7 separate regions of the Mus musculus genome follow, and regions 2, 3, 4, 5, 6 and 7 are each linked to region 1. Evidence: chromatin contacts called from public promoter capture Hi-C data. All regions are on one chromosome and are shown on one strand. Each heading gives the region's core, a stretch centred on a gene start, on an enhancer-like site or on the middle of the called end of the contact. The rest is flanking DNA. Distances are from core to core; before and after follow the strand shown.

Region 1 (2,729 bases), core at 104-2,603:
CACCTGACAGGTGCTGTGAAACAAACTCGAGTCTTCTGGAAGAGCAGCAAGTGTTCTTAACTAAACTATCTCTCCAGCTCCCACCCACCATCTTTTTCATTACAAAGTTTGAGACACCTCCCCCAAACATTTTCCCAATATGCAATTAAGACATGAGACTCTACTTGGCTCCATCAGAATTCTGTAAGCTTTTGGATTCTACTCCATCCCAATAAAGACCATAGAATCAGAGTCACCACTTACATCCTGGGGTTCTTAGGTCCAGAACCCCTCACTTTCAGCCCCAGCCTCGTGGAGGACCCAAAGATCTAGATTTAACAGAGCTGTCTAGCTTTTCTTCCCATCCCCCTTCAAGTGGCTCTGGGGCTTGACCGCCAGCTGCCTGCTCTGCTTTCAGTACTCAGCTCATACAAGCATTATCTACCCAATCACCGGACTGTCTTGGTCTGGGGAGCTGACCTCAGCCTTCGGGTCTGCTCCTCCTACTAGACTAGCAGTTGGGGAGCTGGACCTTTCCAATTCCCCTCACTTCTTACATTAATCCCATTCCTTCTCACGTCCAGTTCATCTTCTTTCTACCTGACCCACACAGCTCTTTATTCTGCTGCCATTCCACCTCTGGGACACCCCCACCTCCACCATCACCAGGCCTGGAATCTCCTTCTGATTGATCCTTTACGCCAGCGTTTCCGCGATCTGGATATCTGAATGGCTCAAGTGCCATTCCTCAAAGCCCAAGTCCAAACTCCATCTCCCTTCGATATCCTTGGAGTCCGTAACTCTCCGCTTTATTTAGGACCCTTTCCCAGACTCACGGCTTGCTCTTACCGGCCTGGGCCCTCCTCCTTCGTCGTGATCCGCTTCCTCAAAGACCCCGCCTAGAGCCTACCCAGTGGCGACGGTCTCTTAACTCTCAAACACCGAGTTTGTTTTCTTACTCTCGGACCCTCGGACCCCAGGTCCTCCGGGATCCACCAGGCCCAAATGTTCCTCTATCCGCCAAAACCTTCCCAAATTCAACATTGAAATCCTCAGGATCCCATACCTGGAGCCCCTCTAACCTCCCCCGAGCCCCAATTCCGGCTGAGAGTGGTCTAGCTCGGAGCCCCCTTGCCTCACCGGACCCTCCCCTCGCTCTTACCTCTCTCAGGGCTGGGCGGACGCTCCGGGCCGCGGGCCCCGCAGCCGCATGACCGGCCCCGCGGTTTTCCCCGGCCGCCGCTGCCGCCACCGGGGTCTCCGGTGCCCGCGCCCCCCGCCCCCGCCCCCGAGCCCGGCGTCCCGGCCCCCTCCGGGCCTCCCACCCCCCACCCCCCTCGCCCGCGGCCTCACTCAGCGGACGCAGCCGGGAGCAGGGACCAGCGGCCGCTCATTGGCTAATGCGGAGGAGGGGAGGGGCGGGAAGGGAGGGAGAAGGATGCAGCGAGGGAATGAGATGAGCCTTCAGGATGGGGGGAAGGCAGGGAGGCAGGCAGGGAGGGAGAGAGAATAGAAACAGAGGCAGAGAGCCCAAGAAGGAGAGAGAGAGCAAGAGCGAGAGCGAGAGCGAGAGAGCGAGAGAAGAGAAAAGAGAGAAGAGAGAAGAGAGAAGAGAGAAGAGAGAAGAGAGAAGAGAGAGAGAGAAGAGAGAAGAGAGAGAGAGAGAAATATTTTCTGGAACTCACGCGTCCTGAGACTAGAAAAGACAGACAGAAAAGAGGAGACAGAGATGGAGTAGTTTCAGGTGTCCCCACCCCCACCACTCCAGCGGCTCAGAGATTTTGAGGCCCTGGGAGTAGAGAGGTCAGAGAGCCCCAAAATCCAGGCAAGGAGAGCTCAGAGGCCTTGGACCAAAGGAAACTGAAATCCAGGGACCTTAAGCTTGTAGGAGATGGGATGGGGAAATAGAAAAATAGAGAGAAATAGACGAGAGAGAGAGAGAGAGAGAGAGAGAGAGAGAGAGAGAGAGAGAGACTGACTTTCTGAGGAGAGACAGCAGGGGCAAGCCAGGATGGGATATCCCCCTGACGAGGACTGGGGCTGTAGCCAGGCAAGGGGCGGAGCCTGGGGGTCTGGGCAGCTGAAGAAGGCGGGAAGGGGCGTCCCGGGCCGGGTCCCTAGAGCAGCTGGCGGGCAGGCGCAGAGCAGAGCCGGGTCCTGCAGCCGCCGCGGAGCTGGGAGCGGGGCCAGCACCCCCCCCCCCCGCCGTGATGTCAGCGGGGCCACTCTTAAAGGGGCAGGCTGCCCGCCGAGGGTCGAAACTTGGACTGGGGCTTTCAGGAACGTGATAAGAGTACAGGAGAGGTGATACCAGAGAAAGGGGTAACCTCAGCCTCCAGTTGGAGTGAGACTCGAAGATCCGGAGGAGAGATGCCAGGCCTTCAAAGGAACCTGCTAAGCTTTTGAGGTTCTGTCCCCTCCAAACACACTGACAGGGGCACCATTCTGCTGGCTTGCCCGATCCAGAGACTACATTCCCCATCAGCCCTGGCGGCCAGAGGACAGCACCTGGGGAGGGGGGCAGGGTCTTCTGCGATGTCTGCTGGGAAACGTAGTCTTATCTTGATTGGTCCCCTTCACTCCCTGCTCTCCTCCACACGTACTTGCAAAGTGGGTCAGGGGAGAAAGAGGCCGGGAGGACGTTTCTGCCTGTCTTCTGCCTTGCTAACTGGTTCCCAAGCTTCCAGGTTCTGGTTCTCTCACCTTCTGTAACATGGGGTCCTTCTGAACAAGTCTGTCTCCCCACAGTA
Region 2 (2,729 bases), core at 84-2,583, 1.7 Mb before region 1:
CTGAAATGTTTTTTTTTTTTTTTTTTTTTAAGATTTTATTTATTTACTTATTATATGTAAGTACACTGTAGCTGTCTTCAGACACTCCAGAAGAGGGCGTCAGATCTCGTTACGGATGGTTGTGAGCCACCATGTGGTTGCTGGGATTTGAACTTCCGACCTTCGGAAGAGCAGTCGGGTGCTCTTACCCACTGAGCCATCTCACCAGCCCCCTGAAATGTTTTTAAAAAGAAAAAGAAAGCAGCCGCAATGGACTGGCACAAGTATAATACTGCATGTTTCTGGTTTCTCAAGGGTAAATTCCTGGAATTACTAGCATATCAAAGCTTTCCAAACCTCTACTCACCCAGACACGTACAAAAGGAACAGTTTACCCAGCCTCTTGCCAACTATGTTTGGCATGAAGTTAACCCTAAAGAAAACAACACTGTAATGCAGGCAGATAACTGAAACGGCCCTTTTTCTCCATCATATATACTTTGAGATGTGGCCCATGTAGCAGGCTGAAACATTAAAGCTCCAAGTTCCAGAAACGTAGTTGCCAAGGAAGACTAGAGGAATGGCATTCACTCCCATTGAAAGCCAGCTCACTGTCTCTTCCATCCCCTTCATTCCACAGCACTTTGCCCAAAACAAGAGCTTCCCTCGTCACACCGTCTGTGACTGACTCTTGTTTGTCCCTTTTCATCATAGTATGAATTTTGCCTTTATCGATCCAGCACCAAGGACAGAGCCAGCCCACAGTAGGTGTTCTGATAAAACTGGTCGGGTTGTGATCCTGGGGCTTACCATAAAGGGAGAAACTGAGGCTCGGAGAAGAGAGAATTGCTTGCCCAGGCAACCAAGGGACAGTGAGAGTCAGGCTCGATCATAGAGGTGCACTCCTTGTATCATTGATGTTCACTCTCAAGCCTGTATCACTCACTGCTTCGTTCATCTCCATCTCTGCCTTCTTCAGACCCAGCAGCCAGCACAGTGCCTGGCACCGGCAGGGCTTGATAAATGCCTGTTTGTTGAAAGAATGAATGAATATGTGTTATCTGCTGGGAAATGGAGGAGGGGTGGAAAGCTGGATCCAGATTCCCAGGCTTGCAGCCTCCTCCTCCTCTGAGGGTCCAAAGGACAGGCCTTCAGCCCCTTCCCCTCCCGGGATCCAGGAGCCGCAGCTCCCTCCTCTGCTCCCGCCCCCCCCCCCCCCGCACCCCCACCAGGTCCCTGGCCCTCCGCTTCCGGCTTCTCAGCCAGTCTTTCCTCTTCTGGCCTCCGACCAAGCACCGGGTTTCCGGGGGGAAGGCTTAGGCTGTAACACCGAGCCCAGCCTCCTTCTCCACCCCCACCCCTCCCACTACGCTCAACCCCCTCCCTCTCCGCCACCACTGTCCGCGATCGCCCGGCCGCAGGGAAGGAAGAAAGGAGCGCAGGAGGTGGAGGTAAGACCGGCTCCCTGAGACTGGGGCGAGCCCCAGGCCCTGCGCAGAGCAATCTGCAAGGCCTCGACCCGCTGCCTTAGTTCTGCAGATCACACCTACCCGGAACAGATAGACCCCCTCTTGGACCTAGATCCCCCGACAGCCGGCAGGTTCCACGCCCTCCCCCGACACCACGCCCGGCCAGGGGTCTGGCCACAGCTTTCTCGCTGAGGATTTTCTGCAGCCCAGCTCCCAGTCCACTCCTCCCCCTTGTCTTGTGAGTCAGGGCCCCTTACCCAGCTTCTTCCTTCACCCGGACTCAGAGGCTGCGTCTACCTGCAAGAGTCTAGTTCGCCTATCTGGTTCTATCTGAGACCCAGGAGTCCTACCTTTCAGTCTTCTTGCCTGAGACCCAGGGATCCAGAAATCAGCCCTTCTTTAAACCCAGGAGTCCAGGTCCTCCCTCAGACCCAGGAGTGCAGACCCCGACCTTCTTCAGACCCAGGAGCCCAGACCCCAGCCCTCCTCCTTCCGATCCAGGAATCCAGACCCCATTCCTCCTCCCTCAGACCCAGGAATCCAGACCCCAGCTCTCCTCTCACAGACCCAGGGGCTTAAGCCCGGCTACCCACTGGTCCCTCCCAGCCCCTGACTTATGGACTTTTTATTTCCAGGGCCTCTTGACTTTGAATCCCACCCTACTTGGGCCCCAAGGGTGGACTGGTTCCCAGCCCCTCCAGGAATGTTCAAGCCCCAGGGCACTAGAGCAAAATCAATTGGCTGACTTTGTCTCCCTGTGTCTCCTCTGTATGTGTCTTGTTCTGTCTTCCTGACCGTTCCCACCTCTGATATCTATGTTTTCTTTCTCTCTATCTCTCTCCTTTGTGTTTCTCCTGAACTTGGCCCCCCTTTCCTACGTCTCCACAACTCTCTCCTCTCCTTTCCTGTGTCTATCCCCTTCTGCCTCCTCACCACCTTCCTCTCCCGACTTTCATCTGTATCCTCTTCTGAACTGTGGATCTACCTGCCCTGTACCTCTGCTCTCCTCTTCACCTCACCCCACATCTTTCATCTCTTCTCCCCACCCCTGCCTCTTCCCCTTTTCCCCACAGGCATGGATCCACAGCCCCCTCCACCCGCCCAGGGCAGCCCACCTCACCGTGACCGTGGCCGAGGCCGAGGCCGTGGCCGTGGCCGTGGCCGAGGCCGTGGTCGTGGCAGAGGGGGTGCTGGAGCCCCTAGGGCGCCTCTGCCCTGCCCAACCTGTGGTCGCCTCTTCCGCTTCCCTTACTACCTGTCTCGACACCGGCTGAGCCACTC
Region 3 (2,729 bases), core at 122-2,621, 1.5 Mb before region 1:
GTAGCCAGCCAATGACTGGCCCAGCTGGAGACCCAAGCCACCAGAGGGAGCCCAACCCACTACCTGGGAGGCTAGATAGCCCAGAGACCTAGGATAGAACCAAACACTCCTGGCAGCAATAAATATTTTTTTTAAAATTGAGATGCCTAATGGTATAGATTGGTGCTTGGCCCAACTGTCATCAGAGACACTTTATCCAGCAACTTATGGAAAGAGATGAAGAGAACCACAATCAAAACATTAGGAAGAACTTGGGGAGTCCTGCAGAAAAGAGGGGGAGATTGCAGGAGTCAGAGAGGTCAAAGACAACAAGACAACCCACAGAATCAACTAACCTGGGCTCATAGGGGCTCACAGGGACTGAACCAGCAACCAGGGAGCCTGCACGGGATTGATATAGGCCCTCTACATATGTGTTTGGGTTGTGCAGCTTGGTCTTCTAGTGGAACTCCTAACAGTGGGAGAGGGGCTGTCTCTGACTCTTTCCTGCTTTTGGGACCCTTTCCTCATCCTGAGCGGCCTTCTCCAGACTTAATACTAGGGGAGGTGCACAGTCTTACTGCAATTTGATGTGCTATGTTTGGTTGGCGTCTGAGGGCAGGCATGCCCTTTTCGGAAAAGAAAGAGCAGTGGAGGGAAGGAGGGCTGTTGGGGAGGGAGGGAGGAGGGGAAACTGCAGTCGAGATGTAGTATCTGAGAGAATAAAAAAGAAAGAAAAAGTTCAGGCCAGCTAGGTATGATCTGCAGACGAAACGGAACCTGGGTGAGAGCTGGGACAGAAAATAACCAATCTAAGGGAGACAATGAAAGAGTGGAGGTGGGACGCGCGTGTGAAAAGTGAAGAGGGTGTCTAGACTGCAGAGAGATTTCGGGACATCGTGGGGGTCCTGGAAGGAGGCCTCAGCTCAGTAAAGGAAACCTGTCTTAGGCTGGGGTAAGTGACCTCCTGCGGACAGACTGGGGATGAGGTTGCTTAATTGGGCAAGTGGTTACTGCACACCACTACAGGAACCCAGATTTCTAAGCTCTGTGTCTCTGGGACGCTTTTCTTCTTGGAAGAAATGGGCGTGAGAATCGCCCACTCCTGGGGCTGATACAAAACTTAGCTCTGGAGAAGCTTGAAGTTCCTCCCTGATGATCCATCCTGAGACCAACTGGAGCCCCTCCTCAGCTGGACACCCCGCAAACCTTCCGTTTCCTCCGTCTGTAAGGACGGGCAGTTGGACTTACCCGGCGGTACCAGGTTCGAGTGCAGCAAGTCCCTCCACTAGGTCCCTTCAGCGCACTCTCCCCCACTGGACTGTCACTAGTTCCGGGCTGGGTCACCGTTTTGCCCACTTTGGACACGAGGTCTGCTCCCCTTACGTGTCTACCCCTCCCTCCCGAGCAGGCCAATCAGCTCGCGCCTCGGCTGCGCCCTGTAAGGGGGAGGGGCGGCTAAGGCGGGTCAGTCATGAGAATCTGATTGGTCCGCAGAAGCCTAAGGGGTGGAGAGATAGCGCACAGAACCAATGAAGAGCCGATGAGGGCTTGAGAGGCGGCCTCTGCTGAGAGCTCAGATTCTAACTGGGAATGAAGGTAGAGGTTATCAGGTTGCACCTTGTATTATTGCTGCGCCTCACAGTTACAACCTGCCTTTCTTATCTGAGCTAAAGGTACCTGCACCATCGTGGGCTACACACTGAAAGCCTGCTCCCTGAACCCCACTAAAAGACTGGCTTGCAGGGTTCAGCAAGGTCTGGACCTGATTTCTGTAGAAATCTCTAGAACCCTTATTTTGGAAGAAGAGAACTGAGTCCTGCAACTTGTCTTCTGACCTCTGCAGACCTGATGTGGCGCAGGCACGTATGCAAAGACAGAAACACACACACCACAGAATAAATAGATGGGAAAAATTAAGTAGATACAAGCAGGCATGCCATTGATGAATCTCAGGATTCCATGGATTCTACAGAGGCCAGGCTTCCTGTTCCCAGGAGTCATTTGGGCCTCAATTTCACCCCTCTGGAGGGAGCTCTGGAGTAGGGTGTGAGCCTGGAGGTGAAGTGATTGACCTGTGGCCTGGAGGTACTGGCACCCCTCTCAGAGACAGGATCCCTCTCTTTCCAGCCAATGCAACCCCCTCCCAAGTCTCCATTTAAAAGCCCTCAACATTCATCGCTGAGGTTGACTCTGCCTAGTCTCGCCTTGCTAAAGAGGCTTTTGTTCCCCTAATTGGCTATCTATCTCCAGGCACTTTCCTCTGCCTCTGCACCCATACACTGTCTGTTTTATATTCAGGCCCAGTTATGTTTTAATTGGTCATGTAGGAGACGCCCAACGAGCACCCTCCCCTCTTGTCTGCACTTTGTCTTTCTGTATCAGTTCTTAACCAGCAAGCTACAGGCTCCGGAGTCTACCCATCTACCCCATAAGACAAGCACGGTGTTAGGGCTCACCCGCACTCCCAGGGTGACCTCTCATTCTGGAACCGTCAGCCATCCAGTCCTTTGCACACTTGAGGAGTGTGCTCTGATCTGTATTTCTACTTCAGAACATTCAGCCGTGCATCCTAGAGCCCGTGCAGTCCCTCGGGGTCTCTCAACTGGGCCCTGAGATCTGTACGCAGTGAGACTTCTGTTTATACATTCCCTGGGGCTGCAGCCCAGGGACACCTGGTCCCCACAACTGGAGGCCCTACTGCTGGAGGTTCCTATATAGCCAGATTTTCAGAGTAGATGGCAGGAGGC
Region 4 (2,729 bases), core at 162-2,661, 1.5 Mb before region 1:
AGTCTACATCCATGCTTTGGTGTTTATCTTCTTACCAGGAAATTCCATAGACTACTGGGGCCACAAGCAAGAGAAAAAGCACCTCTCTTTGTTCCTAAACTCTATATTAAAATATCTTTAATAAACCTCAACTATGCTTCATTGAGAAAGAAAGAGTACAGGAGCTGGCCACCATCAAATTGGTGAATAGTCAAAAGATTACATTATGTGGCCTGGGACAAAGAAGGGAAACCAACAAATCCCATAAACAGTGGTGGGGTTTAACCAGGGAAGAGAAGTGGAGGTGCAGGATTTGCATTTTTTGGTATAATTTTCTGGAGATAAACTTGGCTGGACTGTTTGATTGCCAGTAATGTGGTTGATTATTCTTGTTCCACCAAGAGAGAGTTGTGTAAATTCGTTGAGAGTTCATGAGTTCGTTGGGTCTGTGTGTGGGAGAGCTGAGAGCTAAAGGAATGACCCAGGAAAGATGAGACTAGTGAAGAAGATGGACATGGAGGTAGACAAGATAACCCAAACCATCTGCTCTTAGTGGTCCCAAGGCAAGAGCATACCAAGATGGCGGGGAACAGCTCAACCAGGCAAGTGTGAGGGAGAGGTCACCTGGAAAACAGGAAAAAGAAGTAGTTGACTGGAGAAGCGATGCTGTCAGAATAAGGGAGATCAAGATGAAGAGGTGCTCCTCAGATTCTCTATTCCGGAGATAGGGCTTCTTCACTTCCTCATCTCCTTTGCCTGCAGATTCAGAAGATCCTCAAGGAGCCAGTCACAGACATCGGACTGTTAGGCTTCTTCCAAGGCAAGAAAAACTCCCTGTTGCCCAACTCCAGGACCTGACTTGAAGGAAGCACCCACCCTCCTTGTCACCCAGACGTTGATGGATGACTTTTCCTTCATCCATGGATCCCAAGAGTGGTGCAGTCCGCCAGGAGAACCGCCCCCGTGGGAGAGGAGGCGTGGTTCTGTCTTCCGATTGGGCAGCTGGTCCCGGAAATGCAAATGAAATTCCTTGATGCTGGGTGGGAATTGGTTTAGAGAAAGGTGGAGGTGGGGCTGGGCCCCGGGCCACTTCACGAAGCGGGAAAAGGAGGGGGAACAAATGTCACAACTGGGACCCTGTCTCGGAGAATAAACATTTATGTGACTGAGGACCGAACCATTATTGGGTTTAGGGGGCATCACGGGGGCTACAAGGGTCTGTGGGAGGAAGAAAGTGGGGTCTCCTCCAGGTGGGGTGGGGGAGGCGCCTCTCCAAGCTCCAAGCCGGCGCGAGACACAGGCGAGGGCTGGCAGCGGCCACATCTGCACTGGGGCCGGTGCGCATCTGCAAAAGAAAGAGCTGCCGGCCAGGGTCCCCACCACGCAGCCTGCCGCCCCCACCCCCATCAGCGCGCGCGCGCCCAGCCCCGCGGGCTGGCAGACACGCGCTCGCTCTGCCTACCCTGGCTGGCCCCCACGCTGCCACCCCCGATTCCCTGAAGGTCCCGCATCCGGAAAGTGAGGTGAGCGCATCCGTACCTGGTGAGGAGGGGTAAACTGAGGCACGGGGGAAAAAGAGGGATGGGGAGGAATGGACAAGTATGTGAATGGATGGGATGGACAGTTGCTGCTCCGTGGTCCTTACTCGCCCAAGACGCAGAATTCTGCAGCCCCTTGGAGATCAGAGTGTTCAAACTCTACAGACGCCCCTCCGCCTCCACCGCGTCAAACCCTCACCCGAGATTCGCAGACTCCATCCCCAGCCTGGGGGCCTTTGAAGGCATCCCGTGTCCACCAGAGATGCAAGGACCAGTCCAACCCCATTGACAATCAAACTCACCCACCGCCGCCGCAGATCCTAGCAGCCCAGCCCCCTCCCACAAGTTACCTAGCCCAGTACACCCTCCCCGGGGACCTAGGAGTTCCATCCATCCTCCGGAGCCCCTTGGGACACGGGCGTCGGAGCCCCGGCCCCCGCGTTCCGGTTCCAGGTGTCCCCTCCGCACACCCAGCCCGAAGCCTGCGTCTCGAGGCCGCGCTCGCGTCGCCATGGCAACGGGAGTCTATTTTGCGCTGGGAACACACAGCTCCCTCCGCAGCGCCCCCCACCCACTCTGCTCAAGAGTGAGGGGCTCAAAGGGCGGGGAACAGTGCAGTGATGAGAATGAGACACTTAGAAGGGACAGAATCCCGGGACAGACAAGCAGAGATTGAGAGAGCCCCTGACAGAGGAACTGGGTGTGGAAATTACAAGGAGGCTACAGATCCAGGCGGGGGAGGTTGGGGATGGAGGGCCCAGACAGAGATCCGGACAGAGCCCTAGACAGACGCAGAGATGCAGAGGAACAGAAACCCGACGGCAGAGCCAGGTTAGAAAGAGAGAAGACAGCCGGCTGCACGTAGGCAGGGGGCCTAAGAAGAGAATGGACGGAGACTCTAGGCAGGGACCCCAGACAGCCCAGACAAAGTAGCGCTGCATGTGGTATCCACGCTATCCTTAGCAGGCAGGGATTTGGGGGTCTTTCCCAGCGCCACAGTAGCCAGGACCTGCTACTCTCCTCTCCCTCCTTCTACAGGTCCCCAATCTTGCCTGCTTTCCGCATTCCCACCTCAAACCGACTTCCTAATCCCTGAGATTCCTAGGAACCCCTTCCACATGCTCCTACCCCCTTCCCTGATCTGTGCCCCCACCACCACCTCCTCAGCCGCCACCTGCAGACCCCACTCGGGCCATTTTAGACTTTATTGGT
Region 5 (2,729 bases), core at 100-2,599, 1.5 Mb before region 1:
ACCATTTGCCTGTGCCATGATGCCTCTCAGTTCCAGAGTGACCTGGCCATACCCATTAAATTCTCTCTAAGTTGGAGCTGGTGAGATGGCTCAGTGGGGAAGAACACTGACTGTTCTTCTGAAGGTCCTGAGTTCAAATTCCAAACAGCCACATGGTGGCTCACAATCATCCCTAACGGAATCTGATGCTTCTGATGTGTCTGTTTTGTTGTTGTTTTTTTTGTTTGTTTGTTTGGTTTTTTTTTTGTTTTTGTTTTTTTTTTTTTTTTTCGAGACAGGGTTTCTCTGTGTAGCCCTGGCTGTCCTGGAACTCACTCTGTAGACCAGGCTGGCCTCGAACTCAGAAATCCGCCTGCCTCTGCCTCCCGAGTGCTGGGATTAAAGGCGTGCGCCACCACGCCCGGCTTCTGATGTGTCTGAAGGCAGCTACAGTGTACTTACATATAACAATAAATATATCTTTAAAAAATAATAGCAAAAAGGCCACAGTTTTGGTTTGGTTTGACTTGAGTCAGGATCTCTCTGTGTGGCCCTGGCTGTCCTGGAACTCATTCTATAGACCAGGCTGGCCTCGAAATCAAGAGATCTGCCTCTCAAGTGCTGGGACTAAGGGCATGGGTCACCACTGTCAGGCTAAAGCTACAATTTCTATGCCATCTCCTCAGGGACACCTTTCCTGAGCACTTCGGGAATTGTGGCTAGGAACAGGAAGGCAGGTCTTGTCAGGCTAACATCTGAGCACTAACAGAGCCCTGAGCTCAGTATATTGTGTACACAAGGTGTCAGCTGGCACCTGGGAGATGGGTTCATTGTATTCCCAGGTTGGGTTAACAAGGCCCTACACTCACAAGAGATCTCAAAAGACAAGCATGGAGACAGCTTCAGGGCTCTGGCTGCTGATTCTGTGCTCCAGAGAATGTTGTTGTTGCTGTTGTTGGATTTTATGCTGTGCAGGGCATGAAATCAAGAACTTCGAGCATGGTAGGCAAGCACTCCACCAAGCGAGCTACATACCAACATGCCCGGTTTTTTGTTTCTGATCCCCATTTTGTTTCACTATGGACTTGGTGGTACAGGTAGCCCTCGGGAGACGGGCACTAAGTAGAAACACTATCTAGCTACATTATGCCACCCTGAAATTTGGCCCTAGTCATCTGGCACTGCTTAATGGACAGGGTCGTGCGCCGCTGATCCTCCCAGACCTTTGAGCTACACAAGAGACTCATTCGGGCCACCAGGTCCAGGCTGTGAGCTCAGGTGACCATGCAGGCACTGGGCACACCTGGCGCCGGGCCCTAACTCCGCCCCGGGAAGCCGCACCCCGGGACGCTGTCGGGGAGCAGGCGGCGGCGGGCCACCGAGGGCCATGGCGGCAGCGTCACCGGTGTGCGGCTCGCAGGCGTCCGCGGTCGGCGCCTCGTCCCCACCCGCGCCCGCACCGGCTCCAGCGGCCGGCTTGGGCCGCTGCCGCATGGCGCTGCTGCTGGCCGTGGCCTTGGACGTGGCGGGCATGGCGGCGCTGCTGACCGGCGTGTTCGCGCAGCTGCAGGTGCGCGGCCGCGACTTCGGGGACCTGCTCATCTACTCTGGGGCGCTGCTGGTGTTCTTGAGCCTGCTGGGCTGGATTCTCTGGTACACCGGCAACATCGAGATCTCGCGCCAGGAGCTGGAGCGTGACTACGGCCTACGACCCTCGGCGATTGCCCGCCTGGCGCGCAAGCTGTCCCGTCGCTGGTCGGCGCCCGCCACCGCCAGTCCCCGGACCACAGCCGGTCTCCGCTCAGCACGCAGAGCGAACCGCGCGCCCCAGCCCTCCTCCTCCGGCTCCCGCCGCGTGCGCCTGCAGCTCGCCACGCTTGAGGCGGGGTCCGTGGCGGCAGGCACGGGCAGCGAGTGAGCCCCAGGTGAGGACACCAGAAAGAATGAGATGTGGTGGGGAGACGGACATGTCGCTGGAAGGGGAAACTGCAGGAGAGTGAGTCAGAGATAGCAGAGACTCGGAAGGATGGGTGGGACAAAGTTGGGAGTCACAGCACGCCCTCCTCCTTTTGCTCCACGTGCACCAGGCCTCATGCCATCCTCCCTGTAGCCAGTTCTCTGAGCTCATTACTGTTACTGTACAAGAAGCTCCGAAAGTAGGTGACACTCTTGTCCGGACCACACAAATGTACAAATGAAAGAGTGCCATTCATCCAGACAGGCGGTCCTAATGTGAAGTCAGAGGCAAAGAAGAACCAGTGGGCACAGAGAGGGAAAGCACCCTTGTTCCTTTCCCTTTCTCTGATATTTAAGACAGGGCTTCACGGCTGTCCTGGAACTTGATATGTAGACCAGGCTGCCCTTGAACTGAGATCAGCTTGTGTCTGCCTCCGGAGTGCTGGAATTAAAGGCATGTGCCACCACTCTTGGCCCTTTATTAGTGTGTGTGTGTGCGTGCGTGTGCGTGTGCGCGCATTTGTGACACAATGTTTGTGTTGCATCTATTCTCTTTCCAGCATGTAGGCTTTGGAGATCAAACTCAGGTCAGCAGTTTGGTGGCAAGCACCTTTACCCAATGCGCCATTTTTTTTTTTTTGAGACCCCTGTATTTTCTTTCTTAAATTCTCTCCAGCTTTCCTGCTTCTTTCTTGCCATCTCATCAAACCCAGGCCATTGACTGATGTGTAAAACCTCTGCTTTTATTTTTATTTATTTATTGATTTATTTATTTATTGGTTTTTCAAGACCGG
Region 6 (2,729 bases), core at 145-2,644, 1.4 Mb before region 1:
CAACCATAAAAAGGCAAGTTCCAGGCGAAGACTGCTTTAGATATTGAACGTCTCTGCGACCCAGGAGCAGCAGATGGTAGAACTACTCTCCCTATACATGAGTATGGACTGTTTGGTTTTTCAAAATGGAAACACCATGATGTTGACGATAGCTGCCTCAGGGCTGAAAACAAGCAATGGCACAGTGGGTGACTGTTACTGTTTGTGTTTGCATTTTCCAGAGTTTTCACCATGACTGTATTTTGCAGGACACATTTATAAACATTAATAAACACTATTTTTAGAATGGCACTGTACCAGTCTCTGTCTCACCCCACTGTACATGCTGTATAACCTCAAAATAGGACTCAGAAGGGACCAAGAAAAATGGTTATTTGAGCCCATGTCCTGGGTCATACTGAGCATACACACACACACACACACACACACACACACACACACACACACACATATATATATACACATATACATATATCTCCTTAAGAAGTTGTCTTAGATTCAGAAAAAGTTGCCCTGCTTTACAAAAGAGAGGGAAACTGAGGCTCAAGGGGAGGAATTGTTTTCTGTAGGGTATTTTGCCTTGGTTTTGAGTCTTACCTCACAGAGATCTGCCTGCTTCTTCCAGAGTGCTGGAATTAAAACTGTGTGCCACCATGCCCAGCTTATTGCTCTTATGCTCATACAGGTAGTTGGCCTTATATCATTATGGTACTAGGACTGAACCCAGGGCCTTGTGCATGCCAAGCAAGCACTTTAACACTCAACCGCATCTCCAAGCCCTTTGCTTTATTTTTCTATTTATTATTTTGAGACAAGGTATTGTTACATAGCCTAAGATGGTTTCAAACACGATTTTCCAGCCTCCCATCCCTAGTGCTGGGATAACAGCTGTGATGGCCATGCCCAGCTATGGTCGTCCTTTCTTTACAGTTCAGTGTTTAGTTGATTCGAGAGTTGTGGGGACACACACACACACACACACACACACACACACACACACGAGCCATTAGGAAACTGAGGCTCAATGTGGGGTTGGGTCTTCCTGAGAGTAAAGAGGAGGGTCACAGGCAGAACTAGGCCTGTGATTCAAGCCTTTGGGTTAATGATCCCTATGGAGGTTCTAACACAGATCCCTGGGGGGGGCGGGGAGGGGGGAGCGGGGGGGGGGGAGGGCTGTGTCATCACAATCTTGGGTCCAGGAGATGGAGATGTTCTGATAGAGGTCTGAGTCACCTATCCCAGCCCTCAAAAGAGTCCACACCTTATTCTGGAATGGTGAGGCCCCTAGGCAGTTCCCAGGAAGCAGCCTCTAGGGTCTAGTGAGGTCACAAAGCCCCTCTCAAAGGTTCCACCCACGGCCTAGTGCTGACTACCTCTCTGCAGGGCCATGGCCATACCAGAGTCTCTCGGCCCTGGGGACACTCCACTTTCTGTCACTGCTGAGCGCCTGACATCCTTGAAGCCCAAGGGTCCAAAGCTGGTGGGCTGGGGTGGGGGTCAGGGCTCCACTTGGGTCCAGGATTCTTGAATCTATACACCCTCACCCGCTGTTATGGCACCCGCTGTTATGAGGCGGCTGTGGCGCTTTTTTTTCCCTCCGCCTCCCCCGGAGCCTCCGAAGTGGGTTCCCATCCTTGGAGAGATGCAGAAGACCCTTCAGATGGCCGAATACCTGCCCCTCCGCCCGCTGCCCATGTTCGAGAGTAACTTTACCCAGGTCCCCAGCTCCCTGAGCCCCCTGGAAATGGGGGAGGAAGTCTGAGACACAGGAAGAGAGAGGGAACCCCTGGGCAGAGTGGGTTGAACAGGGATTTGGAATTTGAACTCCTGTAGGTAGAAGATGGGTTTGGAAAGAAAGGAGGCTCTCAGGTGAGGGATGCTGGAGGAATGTTGGAGAAAGAACTGGTCCCAGCCCTGCTCCCTGGCTGCCCCAGGTAACCAACAATGGGACTCCTGCGTTATTACACAACAAATCCAACAAGCTGACTATGGGTGTCGCAGCATCCTTGCCTGGCCTAATGCTGCCTGACATTCTGTTGATTGCTCGGCCCCCCGAGGACGAGGAGTGCTCCAGTCTCATCCTAACCAGGTATGTTCCTTGAGCCCCATCCTAGCTCACTCCACTCCATCCTATCGCACTAGCTACCTTGTCTCCCACCTCCCGCAGGATGATCCCACTAGACCTTGCCCGCCTGTATGTCGATGATCTGCCCACCTGGCGACTGAAACTGCGTCTGAGATCCGGCCGTCATTATTTCCTGGCACTGGATGCCCCTGAACATGAGCTGGCCTTTCTGTTTGACCGCTGGATTCGCCTCATCAACATGCTTCGAGGGCCTAAATTATCCAAGACACCAAAAACAGAACCCTCCGTGCTGGAAATACCCCCAGAAGTCACTCTTGCCTCCACTTGGCACTTTCAGGTGAGGATTCAATGAACAAGGCCTGGAAACCACCGTCCAGATTCCACAGAGAACAGGGGACCCACAGCCCACAGGCTAGCCGCTCCCATCCCATTGGAAAGGAGCTGGGATCCTAGAATGCTGTATTTAAAAGGAGAGTCTGACCTCATGGGACCAAGGAAGAAAAGATGGGGAGGAAGGTGCAGGCTGGGCAGGTGAGACAATCATGGGGTGGAGAAAACAGTTCAGTTGGTAAAGATATTATTGCCTAGGAACTATGAGAATCTGAGTTCAAACCCTCAGAACCCTCATAAAAATGCTGAGCGT
Region 7 (2,729 bases), core at 152-2,651, 1.4 Mb before region 1:
CTGTGTACCCAGGCGGAAGGAAGATTAATTAACTGCCTGAGATAACTCCAAAGGCTTAGCATGGCAGGAGGGAGTTGGGATAGCTGGGCTCTCATCAAGGGAAAGGGGAAAAGGAACTCCATAGGAGCTTCTGGCCTGCCTTTGCTGACCCCCTGCTAGGCTGATTCTCCCGTCCTCAGCACCTCCCTCCAAGGTCACCCTCCTCTGGGGAGTGGTCAAAAGGTTGTGGGTGGAGCCCAGGCAGCCATTAGGGGAAGAAGGATCCAGTCCCTAATGCCTCTCCGAGGACTCCAGCAAAAGGGAAGCCCGCCAGAGGACAAAAAACAGGAAGAAGGGAGGAACAGAAAGGAGAGGAGGAACAAGTCAAAACAAAGGGTCGGAGGCAAAGAGGGGAAAAAAATAGATTCAGAAAACCAAATCAAATAAAATGGAGGGCCAGGTTACCCAGTACCCTCACTGTGGTGTGTCTGACAATTCTGCGCTTTGGGAGAGAGCAAGAAGGCAGAGTGTGGCAAGACACACTCCGCCACTCTGGGAGAAAGATCTGGAAAAAAAACGGTCTGGGTTAAATGAAGAGGGTGCTTAGAAAAAAAGCCTGGAAGCTGGGAAAAGACAAAGTGAGGTGTAGGGAGTATGATGTGAAGGGAGAGAAAGGGGAGAGAAAGATGGAGGGAAGTCAGGATTGGCGGGGGTGGGGGGAAGAAGGCACCTGAGGTTGCAAGGGAGGAGCCCACGAAATCCAAAGGGTAGATATGCCTGGGGTCCAAGGGAAGGGCTTAGCGGTTCCAAGCAGGGTTTGAGGGAATCCTGGGGGATTTGAAGTGATGGAAACCTGAAAGATCCTACGGGTTCGAGGAGGGAATTGAGGGCGCTAAGTAGCTAACTAAAGCCTGGGAAGGTTGCAGAAGGGGGCTGGGGAAACAGAGAGTCAGAGGAAGGGCCTCAGAGACCAGGATAGTGAGACAGGAGTCAGGAAGTGCCCTGAGTGTGACAGGGTAGGTAGGTTACGATGCAGGAAAAGGTGGTGGGGATGGGCCCTGGTGGGGCAAGGAGCGACTCCTAAGGTGCAAGGAAAGTCCTGAGAGTGAGAGAGGAGTCTGCATGGGCTCCAAGGGTGCAGGGAAGGGTACGAGTGAGGAGCGCGTAGATCCGCGGGGCTGGAGACTTGGACCGCAAGGTTCGAGGAAGGGCCCGGGGACAGCCGGTTCAGGGGGTGACTGGGAGGCCGGGCGGCGCGGGGCGGGGGCCAAGAGGGGGCTCAGAGGTCGGGCCCCGCGCCGCCCCTCACCCGCTTCTCCTCCTCCTTCTCCTCAGGAACCCGCGTTGCAGCCGCCACCTCCACCCACCGCCTCCTCCGGCTCTCGTCCGACACAGCCGCCGCGCCTCCCCTCGGCCGGCGTAACAAACAGCTTAACCTTCCTTTGGCCCAACCCGCCGTCACTCTTCCGTTGCTATGAAACTCGCGCTGTTCTTATTGGCTGACTCTCATTGCTCTCTTTTTCCCGCCTCTTCTGGCCCCAGTCGGTGCCCTGACAAAACCCCTCCACGCCCACTCTGTCAATAAATCCAGCGAACTACAGCCAATGGCTCGGGTCGCTGTCATTCAGGCGTTGCCATAAAAATCTGTCCCGCCTCTTCTTCTGCACTGTCCCAAATCAGTGCTTTCATTGGCTTAAAGAGCCGTCGCTCCAACAGAAACTCTGTTTGGGTCAGGTTATTCAGGTCCAAGTGAAAAGAGGGAGGGCTCTGTCAGAGACAAACTTCGTATATTATTGGTTGGCCTTGGACAGGACCACGCTTCCATTCGTTAAGGCCTCCGCCCATCACCCTAAATCCGGAGCTCTATTCTCTTTCTTTCAGCTTGAAGTGGGGCAAAATCCCTGAGCGAACCAGGAAGGAAAGAGGTGAATGCACACACGCGCCATCGCGCTCCCGGCCCCAGGAGACCATTGGTTGCCATGGCAACAAAACTTCAGTGCCAACCCTGCTTAGCAAGAAGATCTTTTCTCTTTCCCAGTATTCCTTATCTTTGGAAAATTGTACCTACAAGAACTCTGTGAAGTTTTCTTGTCCTGCCTGTGAACAGTTCAGAAAGAGACGACGCTGAGAAGTTGGGACTTAGAAGACAAGCTCTGATTCATGGGGCACTCCCCTGGGGAAACCCCTTAATTAAGATTACCCACCTCTTCAATCCTGCAAGTATAATTAGCAGGATATCATAATTACGTCCAAACAAGTAAGCTTACTTTTGTTTTTGTCTTTCCTGAGTTATCTATTTGGTGGGTTAGGATAATGCCTACAGCACAGAATGTTTTGTTACTACAGACTGAAGGAACAACCGATTGAAGTGAGATGGGACATTGAAATGGCCCAGTGTGTAAAAGCACCTGCCCACAAGTCTCATAGCCAGGATCCGCATAATGGAAAGAAAGCACCGACTCCTGAAGGTTGTCCTTGACCTCCACATTCATGCCAAGGCGCGCGCGCGCGCGCGCGCACGCACACACACACACACACACACACACACACACACACAATTGATTAAATCATAGTAGCTTCTCTTTTGAGACATGAGCTTTGACTGTCCTAGAACTCACCATGTAGATCAGGCATGAATTTGCTCGTCATCCTTGCACAGGAGCCATGCAAATCTTCACTGTATCGCTGCAATTTTAGTATATGTGCTGCTGCAACATTTTGTTTTTAAGGAGGCTGAAGTTTTGCACCGT

The links. Promoter capture Hi-C pulls out the DNA fragments that hold promoters and counts their contacts.
Region 2: a promoter capture Hi-C map of liver shows a contact between it and region 1, with 2.6 times the contacts expected there. The contact joins the promoter of Zfp579 here to the promoter of Cacng7 in region 1.
Region 3: a promoter capture Hi-C map of pre-B cells shows a contact between it and region 1, with 3 times the contacts expected there. The contact joins the promoter of Isoc2a here to the promoter of Cacng7 in region 1. A contact is called at or near these places in 3 of 39 promoter capture datasets (cranial neural crest, frontonasal cranial neural crest and pre-B cells) and 1 of 484 Hi-C or Micro-C datasets (cranial neural crest).
Region 4: a contact with region 1 is called in a promoter capture Hi-C map of liver, with 6 times the contacts expected there. The contact joins the promoter of Shisa7 here to the promoter of Cacng7 in region 1. A contact is called at or near these places in 2 of 39 promoter capture datasets (hippocampal neurons and liver).
Region 5: a promoter capture Hi-C map of pre-B cells shows a contact between it and region 1, with 4 times the contacts expected there. The contact joins the promoter of Tmem238 here to the promoter of Cacng7 in region 1. A contact is called at or near these places in 6 of 39 promoter capture datasets (the 3T3-L1 cell line, embryonic stem cells, hippocampal neurons and 3 more) and 1 of 115 datasets of contacts at active chromatin or transcription factors (pancreatic cancer cells).
Region 6: a contact with region 1 is called in a promoter capture Hi-C map of liver, with 5 times the contacts expected there. The contact joins the promoter of Fam71e2 here to the promoter of Cacng7 in region 1. A contact is called at or near these places in 3 of 39 promoter capture datasets (embryonic stem cells, liver and stem cell-derived epiblast-like cells) and 1 of 115 datasets of contacts at active chromatin or transcription factors (embryonic stem cells).
Region 7: a promoter capture Hi-C map of liver shows a contact between it and region 1, with 2.1 times the contacts expected there. The contact joins the promoter of Kmt5c here to the promoter of Cacng7 in region 1. A contact is called at or near these places in 8 of 39 promoter capture datasets (cranial neural crest, frontonasal cranial neural crest, hippocampal neurons and 4 more).

The regions. Positions count from the first base shown.
Region 1 is chr7:3,331,449-3,334,177 of GRCm38.p6, reverse strand. Cacng7 (calcium channel, voltage-dependent, gamma subunit 7) reads right to left here and starts at 1,353. Exons shown (of 6, transcript NM_133189.5): 1 at 1,142-1,353.
Region 2 is chr7:4,994,705-4,997,433 of GRCm38.p6, reverse strand. It overlaps Zfp579 (zinc finger protein 579), which reads left to right and starts at 1,333. Exons shown (of 2, transcript NM_026741.2): 1 at 1,333-1,430; 2 at 2,522-2,729. The coding sequence starts at 2,524.
Region 3 is chr7:4,875,695-4,878,423 of GRCm38.p6, reverse strand. Isoc2a (isochorismatase domain containing 2a) reads right to left here and starts at 1,371. Exons shown (of 6, transcript NM_001101598.1): 1 at 1,231-1,371.
Region 4 is chr7:4,843,378-4,846,106 of GRCm38.p6, reverse strand. It overlaps Shisa7 (shisa family member 7), which reads left to right and starts at 1,411. Exons shown (of 6, transcript NM_172737.4): 1 at 1,411-1,502. Isoc2b (isochorismatase domain containing 2b) reads left to right here. Exons shown (of 6, transcript NM_026158.2): 6 at 742-1,147. The coding sequence ends at 837. Gm36127 (a long non-coding RNA gene) reads right to left here. Exons shown (of 2, transcript XR_881804.2): 2 at 1,122-1,324.
Region 5 is chr7:4,788,180-4,790,908 of GRCm38.p6, reverse strand. Tmem238 (transmembrane protein 238) reads left to right here and starts at 1,349. Exons shown (of 2, transcript NM_029384.1): 1 at 1,349-1,904. The coding sequence starts at 1,367. The coding sequence ends at 1,897.
Region 6 is chr7:4,769,935-4,772,663 of GRCm38.p6, reverse strand. It overlaps Fam71e2 (family with sequence similarity 71, member E2), which reads left to right and starts at 1,394. Exons shown (of 11, transcript NM_172895.3): 1 at 1,394-1,717; 2 at 1,935-2,089; 3 at 2,168-2,423. The coding sequence starts at 1,553. It overlaps Il11 (interleukin 11), which reads left to right. Exons shown (of 5, transcript NM_008350.4): 5 at 1-286.
Region 7 is chr7:4,738,799-4,741,527 of GRCm38.p6, reverse strand. It overlaps Kmt5c (lysine methyltransferase 5C), which reads right to left and starts at 1,401. Exons shown (of 9, transcript NM_146177.2): 1 at 1,289-1,401. Gm24537 (a small nuclear RNA gene) reads right to left here and starts at 2,696; the gene lies at 2,595-2,696. Gm42369 (a long non-coding RNA gene) reads left to right here and starts at 1,448. Exons shown (of 2, transcript XR_881802.3): 1 at 1,448-2,236; 2 at 2,326-2,538.